4 separate regions of the Mus musculus genome follow, and regions 1, 2 and 3 are each linked to region 4. A link is a contact called in public Hi-C and promoter capture Hi-C data. All regions are on one chromosome and are shown on one strand. The core of a region is the stretch at or near the end of the contact, and the rest is flanking DNA. Distances in the headings are between cores, read along the strand shown.

Region 1 (6,508 bases), core at 1,616-4,115, 390 kb before region 4:
GCTGGTGAGGAGGGGAGGCCTGTGATCCACTCAGGAGGCAGTGACAGGCGATCTGAGTTCGAGGCCAGCCTGCTCTACAGAGTGCGTTCCAGGACAGCCAGGGCTACACAGAGAAACCCTGTCTCAAAGAAAAGAAAGATCTGTGACCCTTCCAAACCACCACCTACACGGGGAACAACATTCACTGCAATGACAGACGGAAAAATGACAGTGCCACATTAGACCAGCAAAGCCAGCCCACGAGATGTCACCCCAGCCAAGGTTTGTACACATCAGGAGGCTGTCATGGAGCCATCAAACACTGCCAAACAACAGACTGGGAAGTAGCTAGCTAGCCTCTGCCCCTCACTTCCCAGTGCTCCTACCCTGATTATACTGGGCTCCCATTAAACTGCAGCACTCGGAGCTATCAGACACGCATGCTCTGGCCTTCCACCCGGCACTCATCCCACAGAGGCAAACTCCTCTTGTTCCTTTGTGAACTGCTCCAGCATGGCTTCTTGTGAGAGGCACCTTGCACACGGAAGTCGCTGGCCCTGCTAGCTGAGGAAGGAAAGGTCTTTCTTGGCACTTCAAGGCATGTCAGCCACTTCCTCAAAATAGCACCACCGTGGTCCCTTATGAAGATCATACCAACCTGTTCCCCCCCCAGATCTGCTCCCCAAGTATAGCCCAGAGGTATTAACGCCTGGAGACCCCTTCAGGGTATCCGCAAGCTCAGAACCAAGGCCTCTATCTTCTTCACCCTCACTCTCTCATCCGTAGTTCTCAAGAGCCTGACATCTTACTGGGCATGATGGCGCAGTGCTCTTGATCCCAGCACAGAGGCAAGTTGATCTCTGTAAGTTTGAACTGGTCTACATAGTAGTGAGTTCCAGAACAGCCAGAGCTACATAAAGATCTCCTGCCTCTGTGTGTGTGTGTGTGTGTGTGTGTGTGTGTGTGTGTGTATCGCTACTATCTCAATGCTAGATGGCTAATGGGTTCCTGTCTTTAAATTATGAATATGGTAAATATTGAGCTGTGGCTCATACAGTGCATATGTGTGCTTATTCCACAGCATTTTTCAGAATACAAAAGGGCCCCCAAACCAAGCTATAAGTGACCTACTGCCACATGCCTCCCTCCTGGGAACCTACTGTATCTCTCCATAGTTCCCATTTCCCTAGCCTATTTCTTTGACACAGAGAAACCCTGCTCAGTATGACAGATACAATCTAACCATTTGCAGAATGCCCACACCTGGGGCCACGGCATTCAACTTTGATGCTTTTTGTTTTGTTTTTCAAGAGCAGGTTTCTGTGTGTCACAACCCTGGCTCCATTTGTAAGCCTGGCTGGTCTCAAACTCAGAGATCCGCTGCCTCTGCCTCCCAGCGCTGGGATTAAAGACCCACACCACCTCGCCCAGCTTCACTTGATGGTTTGATGTCTACCGCAGTTTGTACTTCTACTGGAGCTAGGTGGCCTCCCTTAACAGTTTTTAATCCCTGAAAAACAAAGTGCTGAATGCCTCCTATGACCCAGGAACTGTTCGAAGCAGTAGCTGAATACAATTAACTCTAATTGCAACTTAAACAAAATACCTATCCAATTTGCCGGAAGCTCTGAAGGCAGGAGATACAAATGGGGTTAGTTTATTGAGTCTTGATCAATAAAATTCAGCGTAGTGTATCAAATGAAGAAAATACTTTATGTAGTGGGACAGAGGCACACATCTTTAATCCCAGCAGATGGCTATGAGTTTAAGGGCAACCTGGTCTACACAGGGGATTCCCGGCCAGCCCTAAGACTACATAGCGAGACTTTCTCAAGAGGGAAAGATTGGTTTGGTTTTGTTGGGTTTTGTTTTTTGAAACCCTGTCACCCTATAGCCCAGGCAAATCCCCCAGTCTCATTGCCACATCTGCCTTTGTAGACTCCTTAGCTGTATTCCATTCTTCCATGGCTCAACCTGACCATTCCTAGAGGAGAACACACTAACAGTGCCTCTTGCAACAACACACCTAGCAGGCAGGCTCCCTCGGACCTGCTAACCCGTTCCTCTCCCCGTTTCTTTATTCTTTTCCTTCTCTCTCCCCACGTTCCTGGACCCATGTCCCCGTTCCATTAAGTTGCTTCCCCTCGCCTTCCTCCGTTCTGTTTCCAGCTGCTACTCTTGTATCCGGCTCCCAGAAACAGCTGGCCCGGGACTCTCATGCCTTTTACTTGGGGAACCCAAAACGTGGGAAGCAAGCTCTGTGGAAGCTACCTTTAGCTCTCCGCCCTCGATACCCCAGTGCAAAAGTGGGCGAGGACACCCAGGAGGGCCAGCATGACACCGAGCGGGACCTAGGTCCTTTCCCATTCGGCTTCATGACAGCTGCACCTCGAGGTCACCTCTCAGACCCGCTCGGACCCTCGGGGGACCCTGCCGCAGCGTTCCACCAAGCCTGACCCTTGCTTCCCCCTCAGCGACCGGCCCTGCGCATCCCCAGCGCCGCTTCCCGCACTCCCGGCCCGCCTCACCCGTCCCCCGGCACCTCCCGCAGCTTCAGCCCCAGGGCCTGCAGTTGGTTGGCGAAGCTCACAAACTCTTCTTCGCAGCCGCTGCCGCCAGGATCGGGCCGGTTCCGCCGCTCCTTGGCCAGCGCCCGGCGCGCCGCCCGCTCGTCCCGCTTACGCTCCGCCTCGGCTCTGCGGCCGCCGCTGCCCGGCCGGCTCTTCGCCGCTTGCTTTCGGGACATGGCTGCGGCGGCACACGGCTTCGCCGCGGAAGGAGCCGAAGCCGGAGCCGGAGCCGCAGAGCCCGGGGCCGCAGCCTCAGCCGGCCACCGGGCGGAGCGGCGCAGGGGGACGACGCCTGGCGACAGCGGCGCGGCCACTGCGCCGGCGCGGTCGCCTGGCAGCCAGGTCACGTGGTGGTAGCTCCGCCCCCGGGGCGGGGCCAGCAGGCACCATAGAGAAAGATAGGAAGACTAGAGAAGCACCTGTTTTGTTGGTTATTTTCTGCCCCCTCGTGGTGGGTAGTGCTCAGTGAGGCGCAGTGGGACCAGACAGGTCAAGGATGACTGAGGATGTCAGAAGAGAGGCAAGAGCAAAAAAATGCGGAAAAGAAGGAAAGGGTGACCGGGCCTGGTGGCGCACGCCTTTAATCCCAGCACTTGGGAGGCAGAGGCAGGCGAATTTCTGAGTTCGAGGCCAGCCTGGTCTACAGAGTGAGTTCCAGGACAAGGAAAGGATGATAAGGGAATATGTTTGTCTAGAATGCGCTAATCCGCAATCAATTACAAACGCCTGCGTGCGTGCACAGACCCTTTAAAAACTCAGCCTACAGTAGCTAGGGAAATAGCTCAGTCCATATAAGTGCTTGCTCCATATGCCAGGTTCGACCTGAGTTCGGATCTCCATCACCCACTTTAAGAAGGGTAGGCCTGTCAGAGAGCCCCTGTGATCCCATCCCTAAGGAGGAAGAGACAGCCCACTGCACTCACTGCCAGGCAGTTTAGCCAATCAGTGAGCTACAAGTTGGCTTACACTTCAAGATCAGCATCCATCCTTGGAGGCCATCAGGACAGGAACTCAAGCAGGTCTAAAACCCCCGAGGCAGGAGCTGATGCAGAGGCCATGGAGGGCGCTGCTTACTGGCTTGCTTCCCCTGACTTGCTCAGTGTTATGTTTTATAAAACGGCAGTATAATGTGGCGGCAGGAGAACCTCAGCAGGCCCATTCCTCTGAGGACTCACCACCATACGACAGGCCTAGAACAAAAGGAAGTTTATCGAGGGAAGGGAAGGGAACCTGGAAAAGGAGTAGAGGCAGAGAAAGGAGGGGGACAGAGAAGGACAGAAAGAGAAGAGAGAAACAGAGGTAGGGTCCAGTCAGGGATATGAGAGAGAGAGATTATGGTTAACAGTGGTCTTCAAACCTGGCAGGGAGAAACGCAAGCTGTTGCTAGGTAACTGTTGGGCAGAGCCTAAAGGAATTGACAACACGCAGCCTGCTTTCTTATAGAACCCAGGACTACACGCTTAGGGATGGCACCACCCATAATGGGCTGGGCCCTCCCCCATTGATCACTAATTAAGAAAAGCTCTACAGCCAGATCTCATGGAGACACTTCCTCAACTGAGGAAGCCAAATAGGCCATTTCCTCCCCAACTTCCTTTTCGGTGATGATGTTCCCTCACAGCAATAAAACCCTAACTAAGACATCCTGTGACAAGAAATGAGATAGACCATGAACTCATTGTGCCTATGGTTACCCACACAAAATATCAAGTCAAGACGGTGATGGAGATTCCTGGGAGTGAGGGACGGAGTAAGTAAGAGTGTATAAAATCAAATGCATTTTTTTACATGGTTGAAGTTGTCAAAGGTGAGGTGTGGGGCTGGAGAGGTGGCTCAGTGGCTAAGAGCCCTTGTGATTCTTACAGAGGGTCTGGATTCAGTTCCCAGGTGCTAAGGTGCTTCATGACCATCTGTAATCCAGTTCCAGGGGAGCTGGGAGCTGGTCCTCTCTTCTGATCTCCACAAGCTCTGCATACACATGGTACACCCACACACACACACACACACATACACACATATACACACATACACACATACATACACATATACACACATACATACACATATACACACACATACACAGACACACACACATATACACACATACAACACATACATACATACACACATACACACATACATACATGCACACACATACATACAAACAACACACATGCAGACAAAACACTCATAAACAAAATAAAAATGTCTAAATCTTTTTTAAAACTAAGGTGGAGAGCAGGATAGGCTGACTCTGGCCTCCATCTACGTGCATACACAGGAGCACGCACACACGGACATGGTGAGCACTCATTGAGAGACATGCTTCTATGTGACTTGGTTTGTTTTTTTTTTTCCCAAAATACAGGAACTTCAACCACAAAAGTTAACTAGCTGAAAGGGCCACGCAGCTGAGAAGCAAAGCTCTGTCTGACTCTGGAGCCCAGATATTTCATTAATCCTGTCCTTCCCCCTTTAATCCAAAGAAGAAAGCAGAAAGAGCCCTTCAGTCCAATAATTGGGATTTCATCCTGGGATGGCCAATCTAGGTCTGCCTGGACTAAAGCTGTTTCTGGGACGCACACAACTTTCTGGTTCAAACTGATAGTGTTGGGGAAAACCAGGAGAGTTGTTTACCCCAAGCCATGCCCACTTGTTGGGGTTATCATCACCGGTGATAATGTCTCTCTCCTCCTGGCTCCTTTTATATTAAGCACCCTCTTTCTACAATAATGTCACTGCCTTCCCTTTTGAACCTTCTATCTGACTGAGGTCTTTTATACCTAACCTGGGAACACTAGGCAAGCATGGGAACTCATGCTTAGAGCCCCAACAGTAAGGAGGCTAAGGCAGGAGAGAGCCATGATGTTGAGGCCAACCTGGGCTACAGAGAGTTACTGGCCTAGACTAAGCTAGAGTAAGACCCTGTGCCATAAAATCAATAATAAGTAATGATTTCACTGAAGGTCAAGTTGGAGAACCAACAACATCTATTGGGCTGACTTATAAGAGTATAAATGAGGAATTACTTACTGAAGTAGGGATGTCCCAAAGGCAGCTACATCACCAAAAGCCTGCCCCTGCCTGGATGCCCCAACTCAGAAAAGCTGTATCCCCAGATCTCCCTGGATAGCTTACAGGCAGCTCAGCAGGTCAGTGAGTCTCCTCCACCTGCTGCCATAAACTGGTCTTGCCAGCTTCAGAAACTTCCTGAGACTCCTAAGTTGTTCACTTCCTGAATCTCATGAGGCTCCATTTGGAAAGAATGTTTCCCTTCAGAGGAGATTGCTACACAGCACATGTAAGTTGCAGAAATAGAGAGACATCGACCTTGACTACAGAAAGCCCCAAATCCAAAGGTTTTATTATAAGCAAGGATTCAGTGATGACAAGACTGCAGGGTGAATGCTGCTAGGAAGGTGTGTGTGTGATATGGGGGAGGGGGCGGGGGTGGGGAAGAAGTTCAAAGATACAAAATGACTTCTCATAGGAGAAAATTCTCAGTTGGAGCTTCAAGGATGAGTGTAAGTGGCCAAGAGCAGATGCTAGTGAGTCTCCAGCACCAGACCTGGACTTTGAGGAACTTAAGGAATGCGAGGCTTGACCCTTGGGGTGAGAGATGGAAGGAAGGACATGCTGTGGTTTGGATGTGATTCAGCCTCCAAAGGTTCAAGCATCTGAAGTTTGGTGTCCAGTTTGGCAGTGCTGAATTAGCGAGACCTTTAAGAAGTGAAGTCTCCGACTGGAGTACTTGCTGCTCTTTCAGAAGATAGTTCAGGTCCCAACACCCACGCCCGCATCTCCTAACCAGTAATCCCAGCTCCAGATGATCTGGCGCCCTCTTATGACCTCCATAGGTACTGCACTCATGTACACATGCACACATACACATACACGGTCATACATAAATAAATAAAAATTAAATCTCTTGTCAAAGAGGTGGGTTCGTGAAAGCTCTA
Region 2 (6,115 bases), core at 624-3,123, 320 kb after region 4:
ACGGGTGTTCAAGGTGCATAACATCATCCTATTTAACAGAAGAGGAAACCGAGGTCCACAGAGCCTGCATGGGATAGTTTTTATGTCAGCTTGACAGAAGCTGGTGGCATCTGAAAGAAGGGGACAAAAAATTTTAAGAATATGCCTCCAAGGCTGGAGAGATGGCTCAGCAGTTAAGAGCACGGTCTGCTCTTCCAGAGGTCCTGAGTTCAAATCTCAGCAACCACATGGTGGCTCACAACCATCTATAATGGTTTCTGATGCCCTCTTCTGGTGTATCTGAAGAGAAACAAGTATTATACTTACATATAATAAATAAGTAAATCTTTTCTAAAAAAAAGAAAAAGGAAAAAAAAAGAAAATGTCTCCAAAAGATCAGCCTGTGGGCAAGCCTGTAGGGCATTTCCTTTTCTTTCTTTTTCTGTTTTATTAATTAGTTAATTAATTATTACATTATTGTTAGTATTAGTATTATTATCATTTTAGTTATTTGAGACAAGGTTTCTCTGTATAGACTGGAACTCACTCTGTAGACCAGGCTAGCCTCAAACTCAGAGATCTGTCTGCATCTACCTCCTAAGTGCTAGATGTAAAGGTATGCACTACCACTGCACAGCTACTTGGGCAAAAAAAATTCTTAATTTGTGATTGATGTGGGAGGGCCCAGCCTATTCTAGGTAGTCCAACCCCTGGACTGGCGGTCCACCTGTAAGGCTGAGCAAGCCAGTAAGCAGCGTCCCTCCACGGCTTCTGCATCAGCTCCTGCCTCCAGGTTCCTGCCTCAGTGATGAGCTGAAAATTTGCACACGTAAACCTTTAACTCCCCACTTGCTTTTTGGTCATGGTGTTTTGAGGCGAATCTGCCCAGTGTGGTATCAAATTAGAACCAGAGGGACCCCAAAGTAAATGCCCTGGTTACATTGTCAAAGACAGAGAAACACGTTGAAGCAGGACTGTGGTGGTGCAGGCCTTTAATCCCAGCACTCTGGAGGCAGACCTGCGGGTGGATCTCTGTAAATTCAGGGCCTGGTCTATAGAGCCAGTTCCAGGATAGCCAAGGCTACACAGAGAAACCCTGTCTGAAAAAGTAAAACCAAGCCAAAAAAAAAAAATTAAAAAAATTAAACAAAAACAAAACCCAAAGAGAATAAAGTAAGAAAACCCATACCAGTATCTTAGGAATACAGTGGTTCCCTAAGGCATCATTCTAAGAGCAGGTTTCGGAAGCTGTTTTAATACGTTCGAGTATTCATCAAACAACGTCTCATGAAGAAAACTGAAAATTTTAACCACGGGGCAGAGGGACAGAGGGACAGAGGCAGGAACAACTGGTTTTTGTGGCTAGAGGCTTTTAAGAAAAGGAAGAAATAAAGAAAATTAAAACGAAGAACGTTAAGTTCAGGCCCGCTAGGGTTTTATCTCATTCTGATTCCAATCTGGAAGGAAGCAAGCCCAGGCTTGGCCCTGAGCCAGGCTGGGAGATGGAGGGCAGATCAGGCTCCATGCACGGTGGCAGCCCCCGGGGAGGTGGCAGGGAGCTGGCCTTGGTGTGGCTCGGCGGGCCCGGGCAGAGTTGTAGCCTGCAGATGTCCAGCCTTCCAGCCACCAAGTGTTGGGGACCCAAGTAGCACCTGTCGCGTCGACCGGGTCCCCCCCCCCCCCCCCCCCCGGCCACTTCTACTACTGAGCACGCGCTCTGTGCAGGATCTGTCATTGGCTCCTGCAACTCTCCAGCCCTGCCTAAGAAGGCTGCAGCTTGCCTGTCCTGCTGATTGGCCTGGAGGCTTTCATGCGAGACTCTGATTGGTCAGTGAGGCTCACGCCCTCTCTCCTTGGGTCATACCATAAGGAGAGGAGACGAGGAGAAGAGAGTATCATTTCAGGGCTTTTCTGCTGCATTCTCTTGACCCGCAGTCCACAGTAGCAATTTTGATGTTAAATACAGCTGATGTTTATTGACAGAGGGGGAAGGGTACCCGAGGAGGGGCCCCGAAGGAGGTGGACCGGGCGATGCTGCGCCTCCCGCAGAGGTAGTGCGCTCCGGGCTTGTCTAGTCCAGCCCGGTGGGGCTGACTCTGAGCTTCCCACAGCTGCGCAAGACTGTTAAGAGTCTCCGCGATGCTGCCGCTGCCGTCGCTCCGCCGATCCCTGCTGTCCCATGCCTGGAGGGGCGCTGGGTGAGTGAACCCCTCTGCTGCCTGAGTCCTGAGAGCCGTGGACAGATCCCACTCTGTGGGTCCTCCAGGTTGCAGCCATTATCTCCAGGGTCCCTATGGCTCCCCTAAGTGCGCGCCGGGTCGCGACCTGCAGAGCCACTCTCCCATGGAGAACCTGTGGCGCCTTACCAGGTCTCTCTAGAGCAGTGGTTCTTAACAAATGCTGTGACCCTTTCCTCTTGGTGTGGTGACTCCCCAACCGAAAAATTATGCCACTTCATAACCGTATTTTGCTACTGTTATAAATCGTCATGTAAATATCTAATATGCAGAATAGCTGATATGCGACCCCTGTGAAAGGATCGCTCGGGGTGGCGACCTACAGGTTGCAAACCAATGTCCTAGATGGCCAGTTTTCCTATCCAAGGAACCCCAGGGAGGGTGTGGCGTCCGGATTTGTGCCCACGCCCCCTTCCTACACCCCTCTTTCTCCTAACGCTGTATATTTCAAATTTGCTGATTCTCCCAGACCTTGGCCGGCCCTGTGTTCCCATTCTGGAGCCTTCCGACACTCCCAGGGACCTCTCCACCCCACTCCCTTTTTGTTCAATATTGGGCTTTTGTTTTACGGTGGGTGCCATAATGACTTTTATAACGTGTGATGCGGCTCTGCGTGGCATGGGGCTCATTTTGAGGTTTGCCTAAATCCATTCAGACAAGTTCCTTAATAAATCACCGGGAGGCAGAGGCAGGCAGGTCACTGAGTGCAAGGCCAGCTTGTTCTGCAAGAGCAGGTTCGAGGAGGGTCAGGGATACACGAGAAACCCTGTCTCAAAAACAAACAAACAAACAAACAAACAAACAAACGTAATGAAGAGACAGGTAAGCCCTAGGGCAGAGAGCTGCTTGCTTTCAGCCAGAATCCTGGCTGCCTTAGTGATGTGTTCCAATATCCTGCCCCAGTATGGCTCACGGCCTGTTTGAACTTGGGTATTATTCCCCATTTCTGCCTGCCTTCCTTGTACAGTTTACACAGCACCCCCACACCCCTACTTTGGTTACTGTTTGCCTGCTCTGTGGCCTGTGACCCACCGTGTCCACCTCCACTGAGTTGTGACCTCTTTGAGTTAATCAGTGACCCTTTCCCTGCTCCCATGGGATGACCTGGGTGAGTTTCAACCCTTCCTCATGTTGTGTGACGCTATTAGGCAAAGGACATGGGATTGGGGGGTGGGGTGGGAGGTGGGGCGTGTGGTGAATGGAGCCTGCACCTCTTCAGTTTCTTCCTGCTCCGAGACCACCCACTGCAGCCCCGGGATGGAAGGCTCAGATAGGCAGAGCCTTCTATAGATTCTCAGGTTTACTTTGTACCTCTCCGGGTGTCAGTGTGCTACAAGGTGCACTGCAGTCAAGGGGATCATGCACTGGGTGGGGGCAGTGCATGATCAGGGAGTGGAACTCGGGGGAGTTTTCAACTTAACTGGCCAGAGAGGCGTGGACCCATGCATCTTGTCTTCTTTTAAGGAAAGCAGTCCATGTTATGAAGTAGTTTCGAATAGCAGTATCATTTTGCTAGCTAGCTAGTGTGAGGGCCCCACGCTGAGCCTAGGAGCTTGTTCTGGGGAGGCAGATGTAGCTGTAGTTACAGTTGGTCTGGATCCAGATCCCCGCCCTTCAGTGTGCGGCCCCCTAAACTGGTGGGAAGAGGATTTTGCAACCAGTTCTCTGGCCTCCTGCTGCCTGGTTTCTGTACGGTGCGGCTGGCCTGGCAGGGCGCCCTGAGAGGTTTCACAACATCAGCGAAATACATTCACCTTTGGGGCAGGTCTGCAGAATGCTTAGGAGAGCTTCCAGCCTGTGCCCGTGGTCCTGGTGGCTTCTTCAATCACGATGGGAATAATATCTCTGGATAGATGTCTTCTCCTCAGTGGTTGAGAGGCACAACCCCTAGGACAGTTGGGGTTATTTATTTAGTCCCTCATTCTTTTTAAGACTTATTTATTTAGTTAGTTATGGAGAAAGGATTTCTCTATGCAGCTCTGGCTGTCCCAACCTCATCTTCCTGCCTCTGGGATTAAAGACATGAGCCATCTCCACAGGCCTTGTTTTGTTTTGTTTTGAGACAGGGTTTCTCTGTGTAGCCCTGGCTGTCCTGGAACTCCATTCATAGACCAGGCTGGCCTTGAACTCACAGACCTATCTGCCTCTGCCTCCTGAGTGCTGGAACTAAAGGCGTGCACCATCAAACTCAGCTTCATCTTCTGTTCTTAATGGATTTGGTGGCCTCACACTTAACTCCTGCTTTGATGGCAATTTGGGGATTACTTAGTTCAAGAGAATGACTTATCAAAGGTAACAAAACGAGTTATTCCCTGCTACAACGTAGCAAATGAAGGCTCATCTCTGCCTTGAGCTGATGCAGCAAGCATAACTCTCTTCTCAAACACAGACCCGAAAACTGACCCTGGTTTCTCCACTGCTCTGCTCTCCTGTGTCGTTTGGGGCAATTTTAGTTTCACCAGTTGTGAATTCTGAACTCTCCCCAAGCAATGTTAGCTCTATCAGCCTGGGCAACGTGGGACCGCCCAATCACAGCTCCCCTGGGAGGGATGACTTGATAAGAATTGGTGTGCGTGAGTTATATTTGAACTACAGACTCGGGCGATGTTTTGTGAATCTCTTGATTTCCATAACTGAGTCTGTGAGTGGTGTGTGTGCTCGCACGCGTACGTGCGTGCGTGCGTGTGTGCGTGCACGAGCCACTGCACACAGGGAGGTCAGAGATAGATAACTTTGGGTGTTGGTCATCCCCTTCCACCTTGTTTGTGACCCGGTTTCATATATTTTTGTTGTTGTTAGTTACAAGGTAGGCCAGGTCAGCTGGCCCGTGCGTTTCTTGCTGGGTTTGTACATGTGTGCTGCTGTACCTAGCTTTACATGGGTTCTGGGGATTCAAACTCGGGCCCTCCTACTTGTATGCCAAGCACTTTTTCACTGAGCTGTCTCCCTGGCTCTCAGATATATTCAATTAAAAAGTTGATATTTAGCCAGAGAGATCTCAGGGGTTAAGAGCACTTGCTTGTAGCTCGTGTGGAAGACCTAAGTTCTAAGCTCTTCTGATCTCCACAGGCATTGCACTCATGTGTGCACACTCCATATACAGACACACACACACACTTAATTAAAAATAAACTTTTTTAAAGAATTAATTTTGTTTTTGTTGGGTAGAGTTGGCACAGGCCTTAATTCCAGCACTCAGAAGGCAGAAGTGGGAGGGTCTCTGTGAGTTCAAGACAAGCCTGATCTACAGAATGAGTTCCAGGATAGCCAGAGCCTATCTCAAAAAAAAAAAAAAACAAAAACCCTAAACAAACAAACAAACAAATAATTGATTATGCACTCAGAGCCAGCCCAGTGATTGAGCATTTGTCTGGCATCAAAACTACCCACAGCTGACGTCATGTAAACGACACATGAAATACACCTGCATTCTCTCTCTTGGGCGCCATGCCCAAGGTTATGTGGATGCAAATCTGAAAAGAAATGAAATCCAGAAAGACCGATGGTCCCAAGGGTTGTGGGTAAAAGCTACGTAGCTGAAGTTTCCTCTTTGTAAGCTGTCCTACCTTACTGAATGTCCCCAGGACATGGAGCTGTGACTGACACCTGCTAATCTCTGGGCAGACTGAGTAACTAAGGGAGCTTGCCAGCTAGCCCTTCCTTGTTAGGAGACATTTTATCATCGAATTACCTTTTGGTAGGGGGCTGGAGAGATGGCTCCGTGGTTAAGAGCACTGACTGCTCTTCCAGAGGTCCTGAGTTCAAATCCCAGCAACCACATGGTGGCTTATAACCATCTGTAATGGGATCCCATGCCCTCTTCTGGTGTGTCTGAAGACAGTGACAGTGTACTCACACACAGTAAATAAACAAGTCTTTTTTAAAAGTTACCTTTTGGT
Region 3 (6,187 bases), core at 2,046-4,545, 330 kb before region 4:
AAGCCCTAGGTCCAGTCATCCCCAATGCAATTCACAAAATAAATACCAAAGCGAGCAAGAACATGAGTGCAGTATACTGCCTTGAAAAAGGCAGTGACTTCTTATTTTTCTTATAAGGCCAGACAATTCCCAGTGCAGCGAGAGTGTTGAGGGTGTGCATGAGCTCCGGTTCTCACAGGCAGCCAGCATAGTCCTGAAGAACACCCTTTCCCAGAGGGTGAACAGACGGCATCTCTCCTGTTGGCCTCTTGTGTGTGACATTTGGGATGACTGCCAGGCAGACAGCAAAAGAACGTTGTCTCCCCACCTACTCCTCCAGGCCCGTTTTACTTCCTGGAGACAAAATCCACCCCAGAGTTTTCAGTTGGTCAAGGAAATACTTTGTTACCATTTGGTGGGAGAGTGTTTGCCCAGTACTCATAAGACAGGCAGGCGTTTCCCTAACTGACACGTTATGGCTTCCTGACAGCCTTGTGGCGCTGAACCACTCACTGTGTTCCCTCTCGTGCAGAGGAAGACACTGAGATCAGACAGGTGAATCTACCTGCTTAAGGTTGCACGGTCAGTCTATGCTAGAGATTTTAGGAATTAGCCCAGATTTAGCAATGTGAATCCTCCTTTGTGAATAGAACGAACCTAAAATCTGATCGCTGCCTATGGGTGTGGGAGAAATGTCACAGAAAATATGAAATGAACTACAGGAACCGTGGGGATTCAGAGATGAGCAGGTTGCTGAAGGAAGAAAGATTAAAAAGCAGGCTGGGCTTGCTGACTACCCCTCTCCAGGCTTCGCTGCTTGGAATCCCACAGGTGAGAACACTGGAGTCCCAGGCTTGAAGAATGCCCTCATTTGATCAAATAACTACTGCCCCGTGTCTTAGCTTGGGACCTAGACCCACAGCCCCTGTCATTCCTGGCTTAGGGTGGGTCCCAGCCAAGGTATCTTTGGGGTCCCTGGGCAAAGATATTCTAATACTACTGTCTCTTTGAAGATGACCTGGTCCCAACCATCTTCTGGAACATCAGAGCTTGGGGACAAGAGTACAGGCAAGGTCACTGCTGCCCTGGAGTGGGCAGAGAAGTCAGGCAGTGCTGCAGGGGGATGTGAGTGGAAAGGACAGGCAAGAGGCCTCGAGTGCAGGGCCAGGCTCTGGTCCACACTGAAGGTCTGAACCTTCTTTCATCCCCTTGGAAATGAGAGGGTAGCTCTAGGTTCATGGAGAGACCCTGCCTTGAAGGAAAAAGTGGAAAGTGACAGAACTGGATACCTGATATCCTCCTCTGACCTAAAAAGAGGGACGGGGCTATACTTCCAAAGTTCAACACTCATTCCAGATCCTGGGGCCAACCTCCAATAAAGACAAGAGAACCTTTGACATCCCTCCCGTAATATGATACATTTTAAAAGTCTGAGACAAATACCCTGGTGATACAAAATTCATTATTAGCTAGTACATAGCCACATGTTAAAAGGCCTTAAATCACTCAGGGAGAACACTATCCTCACTTCTTTCTGTGGAGAGGCCCGTTTGCTGCCCTCAGACTCTAAAAGCAGGGCCCGCAGGGCCCACTCCTTCATTATGGATGTCAAGGGAAGGAACCTGCCAGGCCAGGGCCCTGCCACCGAGCTGTAGCCTTCCTCGCCTTTTTATTTTTGAGACATGGTCTCACTAAATTACCTAGGATGACCTTTGACTCATTGTAAAGCCCCCAGAAGGCCTCAAGCCTGTGATCCCCCTGCCTCAGCCTTGGCACCACGCTGCAACAAGGAGCTGTGGTTTCACCATCAGGCCCTGCTGATCCTTTTAAACAAAGGCAAAGCAGGGCTTAGCTCAGAGGCAACCTGTAACTACAGTAAGGATGCAAGCTGTCACTTGCTTAGCAAACGTGTGTGACAAGGGCTTTAGAGCGACCAGCGGACAGGAGAGTTTCAGAAATAGTGCAGAGTCCTCAGCAAAAATCCATGTGACCTTTGCCTTACTTTCCAATCTTAACACTGATACATTGGACAAGATTTTTTTAAAAAATCAATATTGATATGTGGCTATGGACTAAAAGCAGAGGAGTCACTCGCAGTGTTCTCCCTGCGTCTTTACTGTCCCCAAACCCCACCTAAGCGATCACTTTGTTTTGAGTATGTCTTCTTTTCTAAAACTATTTTCCATATTGATTTTCTTTATCCATTGTGATTCTGTTTTCCATTAGAGAATGACCGTTTTTTTTTAACTTTCAGAGTTACATTTATTTTTTTTTAATATCAAGAACTTACTAAAATCAACTTATGCTGAAATTAAAAAAAAAAAAAAAACGGCAGCTGTCTCACATCTGAAAGGCTAAGGTAGTTAGTTGCTCAGGCTGAGGCTGGCTACTTCAGCTCAGGACCGCTTCTTAATCGGTGGCCTCTGGTCACTCCAATCCTCCATTCCTCATAGACAACAATAGGATCTTTTAAAATTCCATGATATTTGCGGGGGGCGGGGGGAGCGTGCCACCTTGGTATGGTTATTTCCCCAACTTAGTGATGCCCAGAATCTCAGCTAGAATCCTTCAACCCTCCACAACTGTCCTTTTTTGACCTACAATAACCTCCTAGCTCTTCTAGGTCCTGATTGGCCGATAGAGAGATCAGGTGATGGAGGCCCTCTAGCGTTCCAGTCGGATCCTGAGTCATAAGGCTCCCTGCTGGAATGCCGCACGTCTCATCTGTCCGCTCGAGAACTTTTTCCATTTCCAACTCCAGCCTATCTTCTCCAGGGGAAAGAGCAACGACGTCAGAGGTCATGGTGACTCAGATTCCAGCCCTGACCAGGATGGCCACCTACTTCCTCACCTGTAGATTAGGTGTGATGAAATTTCACAGGTTGCCTGGGCAACCAAGAGCCGGCTCCCAAATGAGGAGAGCGGAGGATGAGGCATGGGAGACAACCCCCCCTTCCATTCTTGGGGTCTTTAAGTTCTAGTGTGGGATACCCAGATTATAAATTGGCAAACAGGAAAACAATCAACTTCAGTGTTAAATACTACGATTAAAATATGGGCCCGAAGGCCTGGTGTGCTAATCCATAACCTTGCTGGCACGTAGTAGGTGCTCAGCAAATACTTGTTCAAAGACTAGAGCTGAGTGGGTGGCTAGTCTAACAGGAATGGAACCCCAAAACGGAGGCCCGTGGGACGGAAGAGCCACGGGTGCAACGACTGGCGAGCATTAGAGAAAGTGAAAGAACGATCAGAAGGCGTGGGTGTTGCAAATTTCACCGAGCAGTGTGCACAGGAGGGGGAGGCACCTTCTGGGACAGGCTCTTTTCAAGTGTGGCGGCAAAATTTGGAAGCTTCCCCTTCAAGTGTCTGCTCGAACTCCCCTCATGCCAGCCCAGCCCCTGGTGAGCACTCTCTGCAGACCCCTCCTGTGCCCCGCGCTCTCGCTTCCTGGGGAGCGGGAGACACAGAAGTGCGGGTCCCGTCCCAAGGCCAGCACCCGGGCGATGGCTTTGGTGGCTTAGGTGGCGGTGCGCCCGGCCCAGCCCGGAAGGCCCGGGCCCTAGGGCTGCGCAGGCGGGACCGGCCCGGGCCGGTGTGGGGCGGCTGGGCCAGGGAGAGAACAGGCGGGGAGCGCCAGGGCGGGAGCTGCGGGGCTGCCAGAAGTTCTGCCGTCGTCCCATCCGTCGCTGCCGCCTCCAGGTAAGCCCGCGGGGAGCCCCGATCGTCCCCACGCCGCCTCCACTGCGCTTCCGAACCCGGAAGTGCTCTCGGGACTCCTGAGTAGCTGGAGGGGAAACTGATGCCAACGAGCATGCCAGCGGCCCCCGCCTGCCAGCACAGCCCAGGGCACCGGTCGCTGGGTTTGAAGGGAAGAAAGGACCTTGCTCAAGGTCACGCAGGGTCACTGGACGCCCCCTGCGTACTGGGAGCTCCAGGCACCCACTCCCACCCTCTGTGTCTCCAGACTCAGTTCCCCGAGGCCTGGGAAGCCCTAGAGTCCCGGAAAGGCCCGGCCCCTTCCTGCTGTGACGGGGGCGTGGCTTCTCGCCCCGCTGCGGGTTTTTACAGAGTAGGGGACATTTCACATTACAGGTTTTTACATCCGGGAAAACTGAGTCTGGGAACAATGGGATGATTTTGGCCAGGACCAGGCAGTCAGAGCAAAGAGGTTAACTAGGGTGAGCTGACTTCAGAGTTTGACCCAGTGTTAGGTTCAAAACTGGCCTCCATGATGTCCTTGTCCTTGCCAGGGGTGACCCAGAGTAGAAGCTGGGGCTGGCTAAATCTGCAGGTTTGATCCTGAGGCCACTGCTGCCTTCAAGTAGGAGGGAACACACCCCTGTAGGGCTTCCCAGGACGCCACTCACGGGGTATATTTATTGAGCACCTACTATGTGTCATCGTGTAGGCTCTGAAGACACAGTAGTGAAGACTCCTCAGGGTGAATCAGCTAGGCAGAAAGACAAGGCCACCAAAATCCCCAATTACCCAGTATGTTTGAGAAGTCAGGAAGGAACCCAGGGCCCCATCCTCCTAGTTAGAACCCTACCAAACCGCCTGAACCTCTGGGCATCACCGAAGATGCTGCTTCCAGCCTCAGTTTCCCACTCCCCTGGACTTAAAAGATGCCCTCAAGGAACTTGAGCCTGGCTCTGCCACTTCCTCTCTGTGTCACCTTGGGTGTCACCCTGAACCTTCATTTCCTTATAACACAAGAGGATCATGGATTATAATTCTTCCCAGTGCTGAAGATCGTGTCAGGATGCTTCATGAATTGGAAAGCACAGTACCCAAATCAAAAGTAAATTAAAGCCAGGCATGGCGATGGTGGCATAGACCTTTAATCCTGGTGCTTGGGATTTAATCTCAAACTGTGAGTTCGAGACTGACTTGGTCTACATAGTGAGTTCCAGGGGACAATGAGGGCTATGTAGAGAAACTGTCTTTAAATTAGATAGATAGATAGATAGATAGATAGATAGATAGATAGATAGATAGATAGATAGATAGATAGATAGATAGAGATAGAGATATATACACCTTTAATCCCAGCACTTGGGAGGCAGAGGCAGGCAGATCTCTGTGAGTTTGAGGCTAGCCTGGTCTAGAGTGAGTTCCAGGACAGATGGGGCTCAAAGAAACCCTGTTTTGAAAACAAAACACGGGGCTGGAGAGATGGCTCAGCGGTTAAGAACACTGGCTGTTCTTCTAGAGGACCTGGGTTCAATTCCCCCACATGGCAGCTCACAACTGGCTGTGATACCTGCCCCAGGGGATCTGACATCCCCCCCCCACATCCCCCCCCACAAATATACATGTAGTCAAATCACCAAAATACATAAAATTAAAAATAAATAAATAAAAATTTATTTGCTTGGGATGCTGAAGACAAAACTCAGGCTTTTTTTTTTTTTTTTACAAAAACCACTGAGCTATGCCTCAAACGAGCAGAGATGCCTGCCTTTTCTTTCTTTCTTTCTTTCTTTCTTTCTTTCTTTCTTTCTTTCTTTCTTTCTTTCTTTCTTTTCTTTCTTTCTTTCTTTCTTTCTTTCTTTCTTTCTTTCTTTTCTGAGACAGGGTTTCTCTGTGTAGCCCTGGCTGTCCTAGAACTCACTCTGTAGACCAGGCTGGCCTCAGAGATCCACTTGCCTCTGCCTTTCAAGTGCACAACCATTGCCTGCCTCAGAGATGCATTTCCTCACAGGTCTAGTGACTTGACAGCCTGTTCTCCTCAGTAGAGAAACCTTAGCCACACACAGAGCTGGGGTGGCCGACTTCCAGGTGAGGAGGCTGAGGCTCCCTCCAGGGCTGGAAACATAACACCCACCTCACACCCAGCATTTCCTGTTTGTTTTCCTCCAGACTCTCACAGGCTCAGACAGTCAGGGTGTATTCCTCAGCTTCCTGAAAGGCCCCCAGCAAGCTGTGACCTCTCGGGAACACCTTGACTTCTTTTACAAAACACCAGTCTGCAAGCTTGACACGGGACTGAAGGAACATTTCAGGGTGACAGAACTCTTGGAGCCTTTGTAGGCCCAGGCTCTAGCGTGGCTAGGGACACAACTGACTGGTTTAGCTTGCTGCTTCTCAGCCTGAACTTGGACTGGGAAGGCCAGACCCAACCCAAGCCTGGGCTTGGTGGATGTGGGACCTGAAGGTGGTCTGTACATTAGATTGTTGATAGTCCTCTTGTACTCCTTCAGTGGTT
Region 4 (6,408 bases), core at 3,183-5,682:
GGGTCTGCTACGTTGCCCAGGCTGACCTTGCCTTATAGCCCAAGCTATCCTTCAGTGTGTTCTTCCTGCCTCAGCCTCCCAGTGCTGAGATCAGCCTGTGCCACCGACCTTGGTTTTCTTTTCCATTTTTCTATTTTCTTTCTTACTTATTGGGGGAGGGCAGTCATCAGATCACTTAGAGCTGGAGTTGCAGGTGTAAGCTGATGTGGGTGCTGGGAATTGAACTCTGGTCCTCTGCAAGAATAGGATGTTCATGGGCTGGAGAGATGGCTCAGCGGTTAAGAGCATTGACTGCTCTTCTGAAGGTCCTGAGTTCAAATCCCAGCAACCACATGGTGGTTTACAACCATCTGTAATGAGATCTGACGCCCTCTTCTGGTGCATCTGAAGACAGCTACAGTGCACTTACATATAATAAATAAATCTCTTTAAAAAAAAAAAAAAGCCGGGCGTAGTGGCGTATGCCTTTAATCCCAGCGCTCAGGAGGCAGAGGCAGGCGGATTTCTGAGTTCAAGGCCAGCCTGGTCTACAAAGTGAGTTCCAGGACAGCCAGAGCTATACACAGAAACCCTGTCTCAAAAAAAAAAAAAAAAAAAGGATGTTCTTAACTACCAAAACATAATATCTCCAGCCCTGACAGAGCTTGGTTTTCAACAATTATTTTTATAAACCATAAAATGCAGAATATAAACATCTTATATCCACAGAACTCTGAGATCTATTTACATTGATGTTTTTGTGCCTTATTTCAACTTACTATTTCTAGGATTTTGTTGGTTTTTTTTTTATTATTATTTTGTTATTTTTAAGACAGAAACTCATGTAGCCTAGGCTAGCCTCACAATATACTTAAGGATGGTGGCTTTGAACTCATCTTCTTGCCTCTGCCTCCTGAGTGCTGGGATTTCCAGCATGCACCACCACACCATTTTTGCCATGCTGGGGGTTAAACCCAGTACCTCACACACCGGGTGAGTCCTATCCTAACTGAGCTGCACCCCAAGCCCCTACCTGTCACTCTTGGTAGAGTGACGCTCTCCTGTCATTACCTCTGCCTCTTTTGAGAAACTTTCCAATTTGGAAAATGGGCTGGACAGATGTGCTGTGGGCCAAGTATTATCCCTGCAGATGTTTCCCCTCCAGCAAATGTTGTCTTTCCGCAGCAGCTTCACTGCACAGCTCCTTCTACACAGCTGGCCTCTGCATACTCTGGATTGGACATGCACAGGAATGTTGCAAGACATAATCATATTCTCACTACCTCTAACACTGCTTTCAAATATTAAAGCTGTACAGGTAACAAGACGCCTTTCCAAATCGCGAATCAAGCTCTGATTCACAAACCACCCTGTAAAGTCGTTGGCGTGCTTGCTAGTGGCATGACAGTCTCCACCTCCGCCAGAGCCTCCAGACAGACAGTGTCTCTGGTACCCTGTTGAGCATCTGCTGTATCCTGGGGACAAAGTGGTGCACAGACAGATGCTCTTTGCCCAGTTGTCTGACTCGGATGTGGAATTGGGGATAGCTGTGTCCTTAGAGCTATTGGGCAGGGCTGGGAGGCAGGTGGGGACCTTACCACCTGAGCCCTGGGAACCTGTGGGGAAAGCAGTCCCAGCCATGAGGGAACAGCTTCAAGCCTTCCTCTTAGAGCTCACACCTCCTTACTTCCCTGGGAGTCAGACAAAAGGGGCAGAGGAGGGTGATTTGGAACTGCTCCCCTTCCTGGAGAAGAGGAGACCTGGGGGCCATACTGTCCTAGTTAGGGAAAGAGAGAGGGTGAGGAGGGTGGGGAGAGGGGAGGAGGAGAGGGGAGGGGGAGAGGGACCCCCAGGTCTGATTAATAAGTAGAGATTCCTTGCCTGGCTAGGCCCAGTTCTCCTGCCTCCAGCTTCCCCTGCCCCTCGACTTAAGAGGAGGCAAAGCCCTGTGAATACTGTAGAGGTCCAGGCACAGGAGAGGGCTTTCCTCTAGGGCATCTTATAGACGCCAGGCATGATGACATACACCTGTGTGTAGTCCCTGTACTCAGAAGCAGAGGCAGGAGGATTGTGGGTTTTAGGCTGGTCTGAGCTACGGAAGGCCCTGTCTCAATATAACCACTTGCAGGCACATGGTCCAGCCTCCTCCCCCACCCCCCACTTCCTCCCTAAGAGTGACGAGGGGGACTCTCCTGGCGTGGGGGACTCTCCTGGCATGAGATTTCCATTTCTGTGGCTGAGCCTGGTTGGAACCAGAAAGTCCACACACGAGGCTGAGGAGGAGCCTGTTGTTGTACGGCAGGCCACATCAGGATGGGCACCCCACCACTCCATGACCTGCAAGAAGCAAGAAGTGTGGGCCAGGGAGAAGACGTGGAAGCCAGCTGTGGAGTTTCTCGCTCTCAGTAGCAGTGGGGCCATCATGACAGCAGGGTTGTGTTAGTCAAGATGGCTGTCCCCCAGGGAGGTATGAGATGTCTACATCCCCTTGGATGGGGACAGTAATGTAGTCACCATTTCTTCACCCATGTGCCAGATCCTGGGGCATAAAACCAAACGTACAACTCATGCAGGCAGCGCCGAGGGTCAGAGGTCGGTAACGCTGTTTCCAGTGTTGTGGGAGAGGGAAACAGAGGGAACTGGCCTAAGTCACACGGCTCCCGGGAGCGGAAACAGGCTTGAGATGCTTAAGTCTGTGAAGCCCTCACCTAACAGATATAATAACCAGGCCACCAGGTTCTGCAAGCCCTCTTCTCTGACCCCTACTTGGAGCACTGGAGCAAGCTTCCAGAAGACAGAAGAAATCAAAGTTTGGAGAAATGTAATCTTTCTGAGACTGTACCCCCTCTGTCAAAGCCAAGTCCCCCACGAAGGAGTGTCACCCCTCCTGACAGACCCAGGGGCAGGGCTGCCATCTCATTTTCTCCTGCCTGTGCAGCTTCAGTTCAGGCCTGCGCCTGGGGTCACGTGCCTTACTGAGGCCCCAGATCTTCAGGATTTGGAAAAGGTGCCATCTGGCCCTAGGAAACTAGCATAGCGCCAAGTCCCAGGATGGCATGGAGCTGAAAGATCACCTGAGGGCAGCAGTGGGCTGGGAGTAGGGACCAGGAGCACCACATGCCTCACCTGGGTCTGTGCCAGGACCTTCTCTTTAGCTGTGGGCAAAGACAATGAGACAGCACTCAGAGGTGGCTGCCCTGTTTGTCTCTGGCAGGTAGCCCCTGGCCTGCATCTAACTTTCTGCACCTACAATAATGTATGAGTAAGCTGAGGCCAGCGAGGAAGGGGGCTGGTCCTCTGTCCCCAAAAGGTGGTGTAACAAAGACAGCGGGGAGCAACCTTTCTCCCTCCTCTCTGTCCTCATCACCTCTGGGCCCTGTCTCCTGTTGGCTTTGTCCTCCATCTGTTCTTCCGGTCTCCACCTTCTTCAGGAAGGCACCAGTCTGCCCCTCTGCTCTACTTCAAAGGCAACTGTCACTGAGTTCCTGCGAGACACTTGACTACACATCTCCCTTTGGGCTAACCGCCTCACCCTACCTACGCAGCCTTGGCAAGGACACAGAGGGTGGTCGTGTGGTCATGCCAAGTGCCCCTGGTGATGCTCAACCAAATCCTGCCCTTAGTTATCTGCTTCTTCCAGAGCCCCACGAACAAAGAGCCCACTGGTGTCCCCTTTGCTCCATGTCACAGCAGGGTAAGGTCTGTGTACAAGAGGGCAGAGAGATACAAGTCAGGATGCCAAGGGCCACGGAGGCTACACATGGTCCCCCTATCTCCCTGCCTGGACCCTAAGCACCACGGGAAGGAGCAGCAGAAACAGGCCCAGCTGGAAGGTACCATTTACTAGGTTGTATCCAGTCAGAGGGACAACCCTGGGTCCCCTGACTATGATGTAACCAAGAGTACAGTCAGATTGAGGTAGGTAGATGGGAGGTGACCATACCGTCTTCTGGGGTCTCAGCTATGGGTGCCCTAGAGGCTCCTCGGGCAGCTGTCATACACCTGAGATGTATGCCCCTGTGCAGCACAAGCCAACTCCAGATCTGTCTGAAGGTCAGGAGGAGTTCTAGGCAGCCAGGCCCAGAGTTCCAGGCAGCCCCCTAGGCCCAGTCCAGCGGCGGCAGTATCTCTGCCCACACCTCATCCTTCCTGGTTTGGCAGCTGAGGTTCCCATCATCCAGGACGATGATCAGCTGGGGAGGAGGGGCTCTCGCTCTGAGGCAGCAGCAGTCTCATGGCTTCTGTACACCAGGAACTGGATGGAGATCTGAGGACACTGTTAAGGTACTGCAGCCACACTGGGCCAGCCCTGCTCCTGTCGCCTTGCTCTCCCACCACCGAGTGCCCTCCTTGATGCCCTGACTCTGCCATCAGGGACCCTGGAATAGGGCGCTCTTCCTCCCTACAACACCCAGAGGCTGGGCCACATGGGCCCTCTAGACTTTAAGCTTTTCTCTCTCACCACGTCCCACTGGGACTCTCCAAATGTTGACACAAAGACCGTGTTTACTTCTTGCCAAATAACGTCCAGCTGAACCACTTGGCAACACTAACAGGTCACATGGAGAGGGTGTTCAGACACTGATGCCAGCAGGGACAGTGACTGAAACCCTGAGGGTCTGACTGGCAGTTCACCCTTGTCATCAGGGAGGAAACGGAGAAGAGGAGTGAAGCCCACACAAGCTTGTCTCCATGACTCAGCTCTCGTTTCCACAGTGCACACACTCTTCTGTCCCTTGGGGCCTTTGCACAGGCTGTGCTGGGACTCTGTTCCCTTGTGCCTGAATAACTTCTCCCCCAGTCCCGGTGCGATGACCTGCTGGGGCCTCTGTCTCCCCCAAACCAGGAGAGTCCAGTGGTGATTCACTCCACGGCGCTGGGTGCCACTGAAGTTAGGTAACCACCCCAAAACCTAGTGCACGCTCTGTCCTTGCTCACTGATGGGACTGGTCCTGGCTGGGTCCACCCATCATGGATGGACTGATGGACACACAGATGGGTGGATGGGTGGGTGTGGGTGAATAAATGGATGGATAAATGGGAAACTGAATGGGTAGTCGAGTGAATGGACAGGTGGGTGGGAGACTGGATGGGCAGATACACTGGAAGATGGGTAGATGGGTGGATGGATAGATAATGGATGGGTGGGTAGATGGATGGATGGATGATGGACAGACGGTGGGTAGATGGATGGGGATGGACAGGTAAATGGAGGTTGGATGAAATGTTGGATTATAGATGAAGGATGGGTGGACAAATGGGATGTGTGTATGATTAGGTGAGTGCATAGATGGATAGGTGTCTAAGTGGGTGATGGGTGGGTGGATGAGGTTGGATGGGTAAATGAAGGGTGGTTAAAGGCTGGATTGTAGATGGAAGGACACACGGACGAATAGGTGAATGTGCTAATGGACAGGTGGATGAGTATGTAGACAGAGGGGTGGGCTGGCAGGGATGTGCACACTGAAGCAGAGGCCGTCTTGCCCACACAACGGTGCCAACATCACACGCTTTGAAGGATACGATGGTGTCGAGCAGCAGCACCCCCAGGCTGCCCACGAGCCAGGGCAGGTGGTGCAGCAGGTAGCTGCCCTCACTCTGGCCCACCTCGGGGTTCTTGAGCAGCACGCTGAGCCCGTACAGCGTGTTCCCCAGCATCACCAGTGCGAACAGCGAGTAGGAGATGCCTTGGGTTGACTGCCGTATGAACTGTGGGGGAGGGGCTGAGTGAGAGACCCCAAAGAGGGTTCTTGTCTACAACCCCAGCACGTACTTGGGGGGTTGAGGCAGGAGGATCATGAGTCCAAGACCAAGCCTAATCTATGCAGCCACAGTCCCTGTGTGTGTCCTCCATGACACATACTCCTAGCTGGTTTTTCATTGTGTGCCCCATACCAACTATGGGCTTGGCACTCAAAACTCCCTGTCCATGGTCAGCTCCAAATCCCAGCTCCAAGCACTGCCCCCAGGACCATGGGTAGCCCTGGCTGTGGCCCCCACGGACTCCTTCTGCCAGGTAAGCCTCCAGTAGGGGTCCTCATCACTTCCTGTCCACTCTGGTTTCTCAGCTTAGCAGTTCCCGCACACCTGACCTCCAGCACTGCTGGGAAACAGTCTCATGCATGTCCCCATGAAAGGTGTGTCAAGGAGCCAATTTCCCAGAGGTGGAAAGAGACGCAGCCAGCTGGGTGACTTTACCCATGTCATCTGCTGCTGTGGTTTAGATCTTCCGAACAAAACTCCTGACCCATCCCACTGCTTAACCTGGCGGCCCTCCTCCATGTGACCCCACCCCTCCTGAAAGCTCACATTGGTGCGAATCTGAGGCAGCCTCGAGAGCAGGTACAGCAAGCTGGAGGCGGAGCCGATGACAAAGCCGATGACCTCCTTCTTTGTGAAGGGCTGGGAGGGTGGAAGGGGACACTCAAT

What was found. Promoter capture Hi-C pulls out the DNA fragments that hold promoters and counts their contacts. A called contact is a pair of places that touch in the nucleus more often than the background predicts.
Region 1: a promoter capture Hi-C map of 3T3-L1-derived adipocytes shows a contact between it and region 4, with 4 times the contacts expected there. The contact joins the promoter of Otud3 here to the enhancer-like site in region 4. A contact is called at or near these places in 11 of 39 promoter capture datasets (the 3T3-L1 cell line, 3T3-L1-derived adipocytes, cranial neural crest and 7 more), 9 of 484 Hi-C or Micro-C datasets (the C2C12 cell line, the G1E-ER4 cell line, bone marrow-derived macrophages and 6 more), 11 of 115 datasets of contacts at active chromatin or transcription factors (SST interneurons, craniofacial prominence, embryonic basal ganglia and 8 more) and 2 of 9 other capture datasets (adipose tissue and macrophages).
Region 2: a Hi-C map of liver shows a contact between it and region 4, with 2.5 times the contacts expected there. The contact joins the promoter of Aldh4a1 here to the enhancer-like site in region 4. A contact is called at or near these places in 3 of 39 promoter capture datasets (liver and stem cell-derived epiblast-like cells), 3 of 484 Hi-C or Micro-C datasets (the N1E-115 cell line, embryonic stem cells and liver) and 1 of 9 other capture datasets (adipose tissue).
Region 3: a contact with region 4 is called in a Hi-C map of liver, with 1.6 times the contacts expected there. The contact joins the promoter of Tmco4 here to the enhancer-like site in region 4. A contact is called at or near these places in 11 of 39 promoter capture datasets (the 3T3-L1 cell line, the C10 cell line, cranial neural crest and 7 more), 1 of 484 Hi-C or Micro-C datasets (liver), 2 of 115 datasets of contacts at active chromatin or transcription factors (acute myeloid leukemia and forebrain) and 2 of 9 other capture datasets (liver and pancreatic islet).

Annotation. Positions count from the first base shown.
Region 1 is chr4:138,911,103-138,917,610 of GRCm38.p6, forward strand. It overlaps Otud3 (OTU domain containing 3), which reads right to left and starts at 2,866. Exons shown (of 8, transcript NM_028453.2): 1 at 2,508-2,866. The coding sequence starts at 2,725.
Region 2 is chr4:139,621,021-139,627,135 of GRCm38.p6, forward strand. It overlaps Aldh4a1 (aldehyde dehydrogenase 4 family, member A1), which reads left to right and starts at 1,874. Exons shown (of 15, transcript NM_175438.4): 1 at 1,874-2,177. The coding sequence starts at 2,119.
Region 3 is chr4:138,969,610-138,975,796 of GRCm38.p6, forward strand. Tmco4 (transmembrane and coiled-coil domains 4) reads left to right here and starts at 3,296. Exons shown (of 17, transcript NM_029857.3): 1 at 3,296-3,678.
Region 4 is chr4:139,294,724-139,301,131 of GRCm38.p6, forward strand. Slc66a1 (solute carrier family 66 member 1) reads right to left here. Exons shown (of 9, transcript NM_145384.3): 7 at 6,289-6,381; 8 at 5,503-5,688; 9 at 3,807-4,246. The coding sequence ends at 4,169. Among named protein-coding and RNA genes, the nearest start is that of Slc66a1, 13 kb to the right of the region's middle. Within about 2 kb of position 4,433, at least 38 of the 459 cell types and tissues checked have an H3K27ac peak or open chromatin away from gene starts, as enhancers often do. A contact at or near this core is called in 3T3-L1-derived adipocytes, liver, neural stem cells and 1 more, where this site is marked.